2 separate regions of the Gossypium hirsutum genome follow, and region 2 is linked to region 1. Evidence: chromatin contacts called from public Hi-C data. All regions are on one chromosome and are shown on one strand. The core of a region is the stretch at or near the end of the contact, and the rest is flanking DNA. Distances in the headings are between cores, read along the strand shown. Region 1 holds the start of LOC107957127 (NAD(P)H-quinone oxidoreductase subunit S, chloroplastic). Region 2 holds the start of LOC121229561 (protein YIPF1 homolog).

Region 1 (4,484 bases), core at 1,205-3,704:
TGTTCAAATAACAGATTTTCCAGTAACAAATCATCAAATAATGAGTTTTATAGCCTAATTCAGATAATACGGACCCTACAAAAGGCCTACGTTCAATTCGAACAACATTTACAGCCCTAACGAAAAATTTTGATTTTTGGCCCATATGCCTATGTGGATTCACACGGCCTGGATGATTGGCCCATGTGGTCAACCTGGCACCTGCCCATGTGGCTTATCATAATGCCTCACACGGCCTGGCACACGGTTGTGTGACCCAAGTCAAAGAGTTACACAATCTAGCACACGACCTGACACACACCCGTGTGACTCAAGTCAAAGAGTTACATAGTCTAGACACACGCTTGTGTCATTTGCCCGTGTGACTCACAATCGAAATAGTCCTTCACACGGCTTGGACACACGTCCGTGCCGCACAACTGTATGACCTAAGTTAGAGAGTTCCATAACCTACCACACAACCTAGCACATGGCCGTGTGGCATTGACAGCCATGGATTCCGGCTTTCATCGTTCGTAGAAAACTCGAATTTTGTTACACACCTACTATAGATTCGATGTAGAAGCAACAAAAGTGACTCTAGAACTTACAAACGATAATCCAATGACTAATTAAACAATTATTCCCAACGAAACGCTAAAATTAGCACACAAAAATCGAGTTACGTCGAAAAGCTTCGACACAAGAACCCCAAACTCAAAAATCAACAATTACCTTTGCACGATACTGCAACTCACAGGCATAAAACATTAGGCAAATTGTTATCCTCTAGATCTTCGCCTAAAAGAATACCAATTGAACACTTAAGCAGAGAATTCAAGCAAATTAAGCAAAAACCAAATTTGACAACAACGAACGATAACGAATGTTAACAGAAATTCAACAACAAAACTTACGCAGTTAACCTTTCAGTCAAAAAATAACGAAATATGCAATTTTCCCCACAAACAGTAGCAAAAATTTAACAGAGAGGAATCAATGAAAAGCAAATGAGAGAAATGACAAGAAGTAAAAACAAAAACAAAAAGAAATGTAAAAAGAAAAAGGGAAAGGGAAAGAAGGAAACCATTTAATTAATTTAAAATAACTAATTTCGGAGTAGAAAAATAAATAAAATACATTCTCTTTTATGCAGAGACTCAAACACAAGACCAAAGGGTATATAGAAATTTAACCATTAAACTAGCAGACTCATTCTTGACATAAGTTAATGCAAAAATAAACTTAAGTCGAAAGTTCAAGGTTAAGTCAAAATAAATAGTAAAGATTTCAAAATGAGATATTTAAACCCTTGACCTCAAACACACAGTTAAGGCTCTAAACCACTATAACAAACACTTATCTTATTGATCAAATTTAATAAACGAACATTCAAATTTTTGGGACCTTTCAGTTAAATCGATTAATTTGGTCAAATGAATATTATTAATTTTTTTTTATGTTTTATACTTGTTTTAACAAAAAATAAATATAAATATAAATCTTAGTTCTTTTAATTTTTTTTGAAAAAATTTTGATTCAATTAACGGTTGAAGGATTAAAAAGTTTAATTAATTCGGTTAACCGTTTAAATATCCATAATATTAACTCTAAATTATTTAGATTTGGCTTTTAATGTGCAGTTGTTAATGAATTAGATATCAAATTCCGAGCCTAACCCTTACCACCAATTATATTAAGTCACATTGTGAACATAAACCTCCAATTTTCATAAAATAATTAAAAAAAAAGAAAGAAAAATCACTTCTTCTTTCGTTCAAAAGATTTATAGTTTTTTTTTAATTGTTTTAAAATTGATTCCAGATTTTCTCCTTCATTTTGCATTCTCTATAAACGCTTATGGTCTCCCGCCATTCTCCTGTGATTATCATCCATTTTACCATCTTAAACTAATTTTGTTGGAATCCAAAGTAACATTCCCATAAAACTTCTTGATACATTATTCCTATATTTGATTACACATCTGCAGCAAAATCGAGTACCTTTCTAGTTTAATATAATGAAATGGTTAATCACATACCTCATTAAAAATATATATAAAATGAAGATTAATATTCATGTTATTAATAAAATTCACATTTTATTAATTTTAAATTCTTTAGTTTTGTTTTTATTAGATAATTTTATTATAGGTTCTGATCATATTTGTTCTTTTTGACATAATATTATAATTTCTCTTTACCTATAAATAGAAAAAATAATATACTTCAACACACTTAAAATTAAATTTTTTTACATTGATAACAATGCACATATTAATAGAGTTAAATTTTAATAAATTATTTTTTTTAATGAGCGGTTGTTAATGAATTGGATATCTTATTCCTATCCTATGTTACATGTACAGTGGGACGAATAGTTTGAAGATAAAATCAGCAACCAATAGAAAACATTTGTGGTTAGGATTAGAATCTAGAAAAGGGCTATTTCTCCACTTGGACTCTGAACCAAACCATGGCTTCTTCTTCTTCCATCACTCTCCCAACCCTTCAAGGTTCTCTATTTCAATCTCATTTCCTAGGAAAAAGCCCCATCACCCATCGTCTTCATAAACCATTTTTCTCGGTTGCCAAACAGCCTAAAAAGGCCTTCTATGCCAAGTTTGATCTATTTGAAATCTTGGGAGGTAGGGGGCTCTGCAATGGAGAAAAAGGCATTGAAGTTGAGCTAAAGAGAAACGTGGATGAAGGTTCATCAGTTGGTAACACAGATGTTGAAAGTTCTGACAGCACAGCAATCTCAGTTCCAGATGATGCTTTCGAAAAGGAGATGATGGGGCTAACCGGGGGGTTCCCCGGTGGTGAAAAGGGATTGAAAAAGTTCATTGAGGAAAACCCACCACCGGCGAAGCAATCAGTTTCCGATTCGGTAAATATTGCTAGTCTTGGGAAGCCAAAATCACCGGAGTTGCCACTGTTAATGCCGGGAATGATCGCGATTGTTAAGAACCCGAACAACCCCTTCTACATGTACTGCGGCATTGTGCAGCGGATCACTGATGGGAAAGCAGGGGTTCTTTTCGAAGGTGGAAACTGGGATAGATTGATCACGTTTCGACTGGACGAGCTTGAACGCAGAGAAAAAGGCCCTCCAATGAAGAATCCAAAGTCTGTTGTTCTTGAAGCTTTGTTAGAAAAGGATCCAAAATGATTTCTCTGTCTCAAATGTATGAAATGGTACGAAGCAGTTTTTGACTATTAATGCTTAGTTAGGAATCACTGGCATATAAAAGATATGTTAAATGCTCTTTTATTGGTTCCTAAACTACATTATCACATTCTTGATTTCCTTGTATTAACCAAAATACAATATACCTACAACATCAACTACTAACCTAATACTATACTGCAAATTTCCCAACAAAACAAATACTATTAAGAGTATTCTCAACTAAAATTTCCAGGTTTCAATAGCTCCACTCCTGGGGAAGATTTAGGCCTCCTTCTGCTCTATAATTTCTCCTTGTTTGGTTCAACAGTATATTTCTTCTGGCAACCAAAGCATCTGCATAATTTAGAACAATCATGATTCAATGACTTAAATTTGGTTCAGTTAAGCTTTCGGGAGTGCAAAAATGGTGTGATCCGTAGGCTCACCATAGTTTGGGCCAAAGCTAGCTTTGAGATGTGGCTGAACATGACTGCTGGAATCAGCAAAGTTCAGATTTAAAGCTTGAACAACCTTCGCTGGGACTAGCACTGTTGAGCAACCTGTTTCAAACAGAAATAAGAACCAAGCAAAAGAAAACTCAATAATTCATGGCTTTAAGAACAAAAACTGAGGAGCAAATATGTTGTTTTCAAAGGGTTTAAAGGAGCCCTCAAAAGAATGGTGGGTTAAACAAGGATTTAGTACCTGATTTCTTCTGAGGCGCAGGAGTGTTGTTTGGATATGTACGAGGTAAGAAAACACCAGTTCCAGCAATCTCTCTTTTAACACTTTGAGATCCACCAAGAAACATAGCTCTGGTGCAAGTACCAGAGGACCTTCCCCCAACAGCATTATTCTTTGCTCTACACTGGGTTTGCTGCAGTTGCTGTTGTTGTTGAAGCGATTCTTTCCAGTTGCTTGCTTTCATTTGCCTTCTATGAGTCTAAAAAAAAGGAACCGTGTAAGCCCCATATCAAAATAAAATCAAAACCCTACTTTTTAGAAGGAAAAAAAAGGCTTACCTGATTTTTAGGAGCAAGATTATAAGAAAGACTCTGACTTGGATACAACCCAGAGGGCGAGTTGTTCATGAAGGAATGATTGTGTGTCTTGGGAAGGAGTCTTCCATGGTTGAAGTTGATGAATTTGGAGGCTTCATTGCTCATTTTACGCCTTGCAACTTGGCCAGCTGCTGCATATATGAGATCCCAAGTGTCATTTTGGGCACCGAAAGGAGTTTTTGGTGGAGAAGGGACTTGGGAAGGACCATTTGGGCTGCCATTGCTTGAAGCTGACCAGCTTACGAACCCACTCAGAGTTGACTGGGGTGAACT
Region 2 (3,988 bases), core at 1,404-3,903, 310 kb after region 1:
TGGCTGTTCTGTTTAGGCAATCCTCAGACATAGGTTGGTCAGTGCGACGGAATCTCAGCGGTGACCACTAGCTTGCAAATATTGTTTTGATCAATGGTTTTTATTTAAAAACTTGGATTATTTTTTGAGATTTTTGTAATTTTGGAACTCTCTGGACTGTTTGTTTTAATTTTGGTTTTGGATGTGTTTTTGACTTTTATACTGCCATGTTTGGCAAAACCACGGTTTTAAGCAAACAAATATTTTTCTGAAAACATAAACTCGGTTTTCAACTTTAACTATATCAAACTTCCGCTGCAAAATAAGTTCTCTGGAAAAGCAAATTAACAATGTTTTCCTTAACGAAAATAATAAAATGTTTGATAATGTGGATTCTTTTTAGTAACAATTAAACACAAGAAATTTAACATAATAAGATTGATTTCAAAACTCTTCTTCGTAACACTTCCAGATTCGGCCATAATGTCTAGGCCGAGTTCGGGGTGTTACATACCAATTCTTGGCAAAGATGAGGAATGTTTCTAATGAAAATTGCGAATTCAGTTGAAAAACAAATTGAATTTGGAATAGATTTTAATTCGGGAAACAAAAATAATTTCAACAATGGTAAGAAAAAATTTTGATGTAAAAATAGAATAGAAAAAAAAAGATGAGAAGAAATGGGGAGAGAAATAGAATTTTGATCGGGGTTTAAAAAGAAAAAAATCCTTGTCTAATTGAGAAAATTGGACTAAATAGCTAGGGTTTTCAAATCTTGAGGGGTTGCATGGTAATTTCCCCTAGTCTGTCGAAAATAAAATGAAAGGGACTTGGGTGGCTCAAACATTGTTATGTAAGGGGCAAAAACAAGTGTGTTACTATTAGGACAAGGTCTATTTCTTGTTTAATTTCTACTCCAAATAGTATTTATTTTGGTGTGGTTTTGTCCTAGTGTGCTGAAATTAAAAAGAAAAGAAATGAGAGAAGAGTGGTTTGGACCTAGAATCTCTAAGAAATCCACTAACCATTTAACCATCAAGCCTATTCAACTTCTTAGTTATTTATTTCAATTAACCCCCTATATTTTGAGGCATGACACTTGTAGTGTTGGTGTCACTTGGCTTAGAACCCATGCAATTAAAAACTTTATATATAGTATAGATAGGCATAGTTTTAAAATTTTGTTTTTTGTCTATTTCTTTAATTGAGTTTATCACACTTGACTTGTAACCCAATCAAAAGCTTTATTTTTTTAATGTGTACACAATCAAAAGCTTTAATTAACTAAAAATTAGGACATTTGTTTTTATATTTCAATATTGTAAAATTGTTAATAAAGTACTAAAATAGGAATTCGTAAAAGTTATTTCTCATAATAATTTTTTAACTATAAGAGTAATTATCTTATATAAATTTTGAGAGTTTTAGAGTTGTGGTTTTTGAATTTTTTTTTTTCAAACTTGAACGTATATACAAATGTCATAGTTAGTGCCTATCCCTTCCGAGCCATGAGAGTTCCCTTTTAAATGAAGGGCCTCCTCCAACCAAGGGCTTCCTAATGTGCGAGCAAGGTATCCCCTAGTGTGTTAACATAGGACCTGCCTATGTGTACTGGAGTAGCCCTTTTGGTGTGCTAGCAAATGGCTCCCCTAGCATGCTGGTGAAGGGCCCCATAGTATGCAACCGAGTAACCCTTGGGTGTTGGAAAAAGGCTTCCTATTAGCCCCATGTTAACCCTCTCTTGGGAGTATAAGAAGTACTTTTTTATGTATTTGAAGGAAATATCTGCATTGCCACCATAAGTTAAAAGCTTCAAGAAACCCAAATTAGACAACAACTTCAAAAGACCCCACACTACTAAAAGCTTCAAGAGATGCATAAATAGAGAAAGATAAAAGAGCTTGAGGGAATTAAGCCATGGATTCTTACTCATAGAAGAGACATGATCTTTTGCTTAGTTCCCACATATGACGCCAACTATTATTACACAAAATTGAGAGTATTTGTAATGGTGGTTCATACCACATTTGGTGTGAAAAGCCACTTAAGTTAGTGATTTTGAGGGGTCTCGTGAGCTTGGAGAGATTATGAATGCTTTGGCATATATCTTGGAACCTTTTTTTTTTTTTGATAGAGAGAACTTTTATAAAGAGTTTTTATGTGAGTCCCACTAAAATGATATGCTAATATATAAGGTGGTTGTATGGACATCAAAGCTTCATTAGAATGTGAATAACCCCATCACATTCTAATGAAGCACTCAAACTCGTAATCACCAAATATTATTTTATTGGGATCCATACCAAAATTCTTCCTTTATAAAATCTCTCTCCATCACAAGAGAAAAAAGATACGTGACAATATTTTACCTAATCTCTCTCAAAAATCTATTTGAATGAGACCCCCAAAAACCACCAACTTCAATGGCTCTCCGCACAACACATGTGTGAACCATAATAATAAATCATCCCCAATTCTTATGTTATTATATAATATTTTTTTATAAAATTTTTGAACTACTCATAATCTCTAAACCTTTAAAATAAAAAGTTATTATGAAATTGATAACACTTAAACTTACAACCTACAAATTATTATAATAACACAACTATATTTTTAAACACACGATATTTACATACAGAAATTGAGGGGATGCTGTTAACAATGAATTCCTATATGAACCTATCAATCTTTCGAGTTGTTGCAATCCTAGATTCAAAACGAAACTCTTTATTAATATTTTATATCATGAGAAATTTCAAGTTCGTGGCTGCTCATTTTGCTCTTGTTTTATTTGCTTTGGCTTTCACTGTATTGGTTGCAGAAGGTAAGTCCCAAATTAATCATTTCCATTATTTATTTAAAATTTCAGCGCATTTAATAATGTATTGGAGAAAAGTTGTAATTTAATTTTCTTTAAGTGTTTAAGTATTAAATAAATTTTTATTTAATATAAAATTCGAAAATCATGGTTTGTTGAATGGAGTTAATAAGTACATAGGATAAAATATATTTAGATAGATTTATTTAAATTTATATGTTTTAACTAAGAAAGAAAATTATTTTTTTAAAGTTTTATCCAAAATTATTTTGAATATATTATTATGATATAAAAGTAAATTTATAAACTAAATATTTCTTTTAAGGAATAAACTAAATGTTTTTAATAATTAATAATTAATACTTAATTTTTTAAATTTATTAAAGATAGTAATTTTTAAAATTTTGATATACTATCAGTAGAGTTTTTAATTTCATAAGCAGAGTCAAGAAATTGATAAGTCTCCTGTAAGAATATAGTAAAATATTTATATATATATATAAAAGAGACTTGTGATAATTTTTTAAAATTTTTTTGTAAAATAAAAAAATATGCTGTGAATATATCAAATATTAAATACCATTTTAATTTTATTTTATTTTATTTTATGTAAAAACAGGTAAGAGATTGCTTAATGCGAACATTAACCTTGGACCATGTCTGTTGCACCTTGAATGTAGCCCTCAAGTTAATTGTTGGTGCTGCATGGGCGACCCCAGAAAGCAATGTTGGTTGTATAAATCCGATTGCCTGGCCTATTGCTAATGAATCTGGAAGAAAAAGAGAAGTCCAAATTTATATGTCATTTCAAGTAATTCATGTTCTTCTAAAGATATTAAATCTAAGTACTTCAAAAGAAATCAATTCAACTCCATGATTTTGAGTTTGAATATTATTGGCATTGTTCAAAATGTAAATTCCAATTAAGGATATTAAAAATTATACGTATGCATTCAATTTTTTGTATAAATTTTAATTGCATGCATTCAATCATTTAACATAAACGAAGATAAATTAATTGAGTTATAACTTAGTTAACATCAGTTTAACTGTAACAATCAAGAGAACATAGATTTAATGGCATTTAAGCGCACATTTTTTCAATTTAAAATTTTTAAAAAAAATTATGAATAAAGTAGTTAATAGAATACAAGTATTTTTATTTGAAAGATAGGAATTGGAAATACT

The links. A called contact is a pair of places that touch in the nucleus more often than the background predicts.
Region 2: a Hi-C map of leaf shows a contact between it and region 1, with 1.8 times the contacts expected there. The contact joins the promoter of LOC121229561 here to the promoter of LOC107957127 in region 1. A contact is called at or near these places in 5 of 34 Hi-C or Micro-C datasets (all in leaf).

The regions. Positions count from the first base shown.
Region 1 is chrA05:95,985,117-95,989,600 of Gossypium_hirsutum_v2.1, forward strand. It overlaps LOC107957127 (NAD(P)H-quinone oxidoreductase subunit S, chloroplastic), which reads left to right and starts at 2,455. Exons shown (of 1, transcript XM_016892565.2): 1 at 2,455-3,264. The coding sequence starts at 2,455. The coding sequence ends at 3,150. It overlaps LOC107957126, which reads right to left. Exons shown (of 5, transcript XM_016892564.2): 2 at 4,173-4,484; 3 at 3,856-4,093; 4 at 3,597-3,710; 5 at 3,227-3,504. The coding sequence ends at 3,407.
Region 2 is chrA05:96,298,430-96,302,417 of Gossypium_hirsutum_v2.1, forward strand. It overlaps LOC121229561 (protein YIPF1 homolog), which reads left to right and starts at 2,654. Exons shown (of 6, transcript XM_041114166.1): 1 at 2,654-2,806; 2 at 3,420-3,988. LOC121229562 (a long non-coding RNA gene) reads right to left here and starts at 2,497. Exons shown (of 2, transcript XR_005927317.1): 1 at 1,909-2,497; 2 at 1,415-1,764.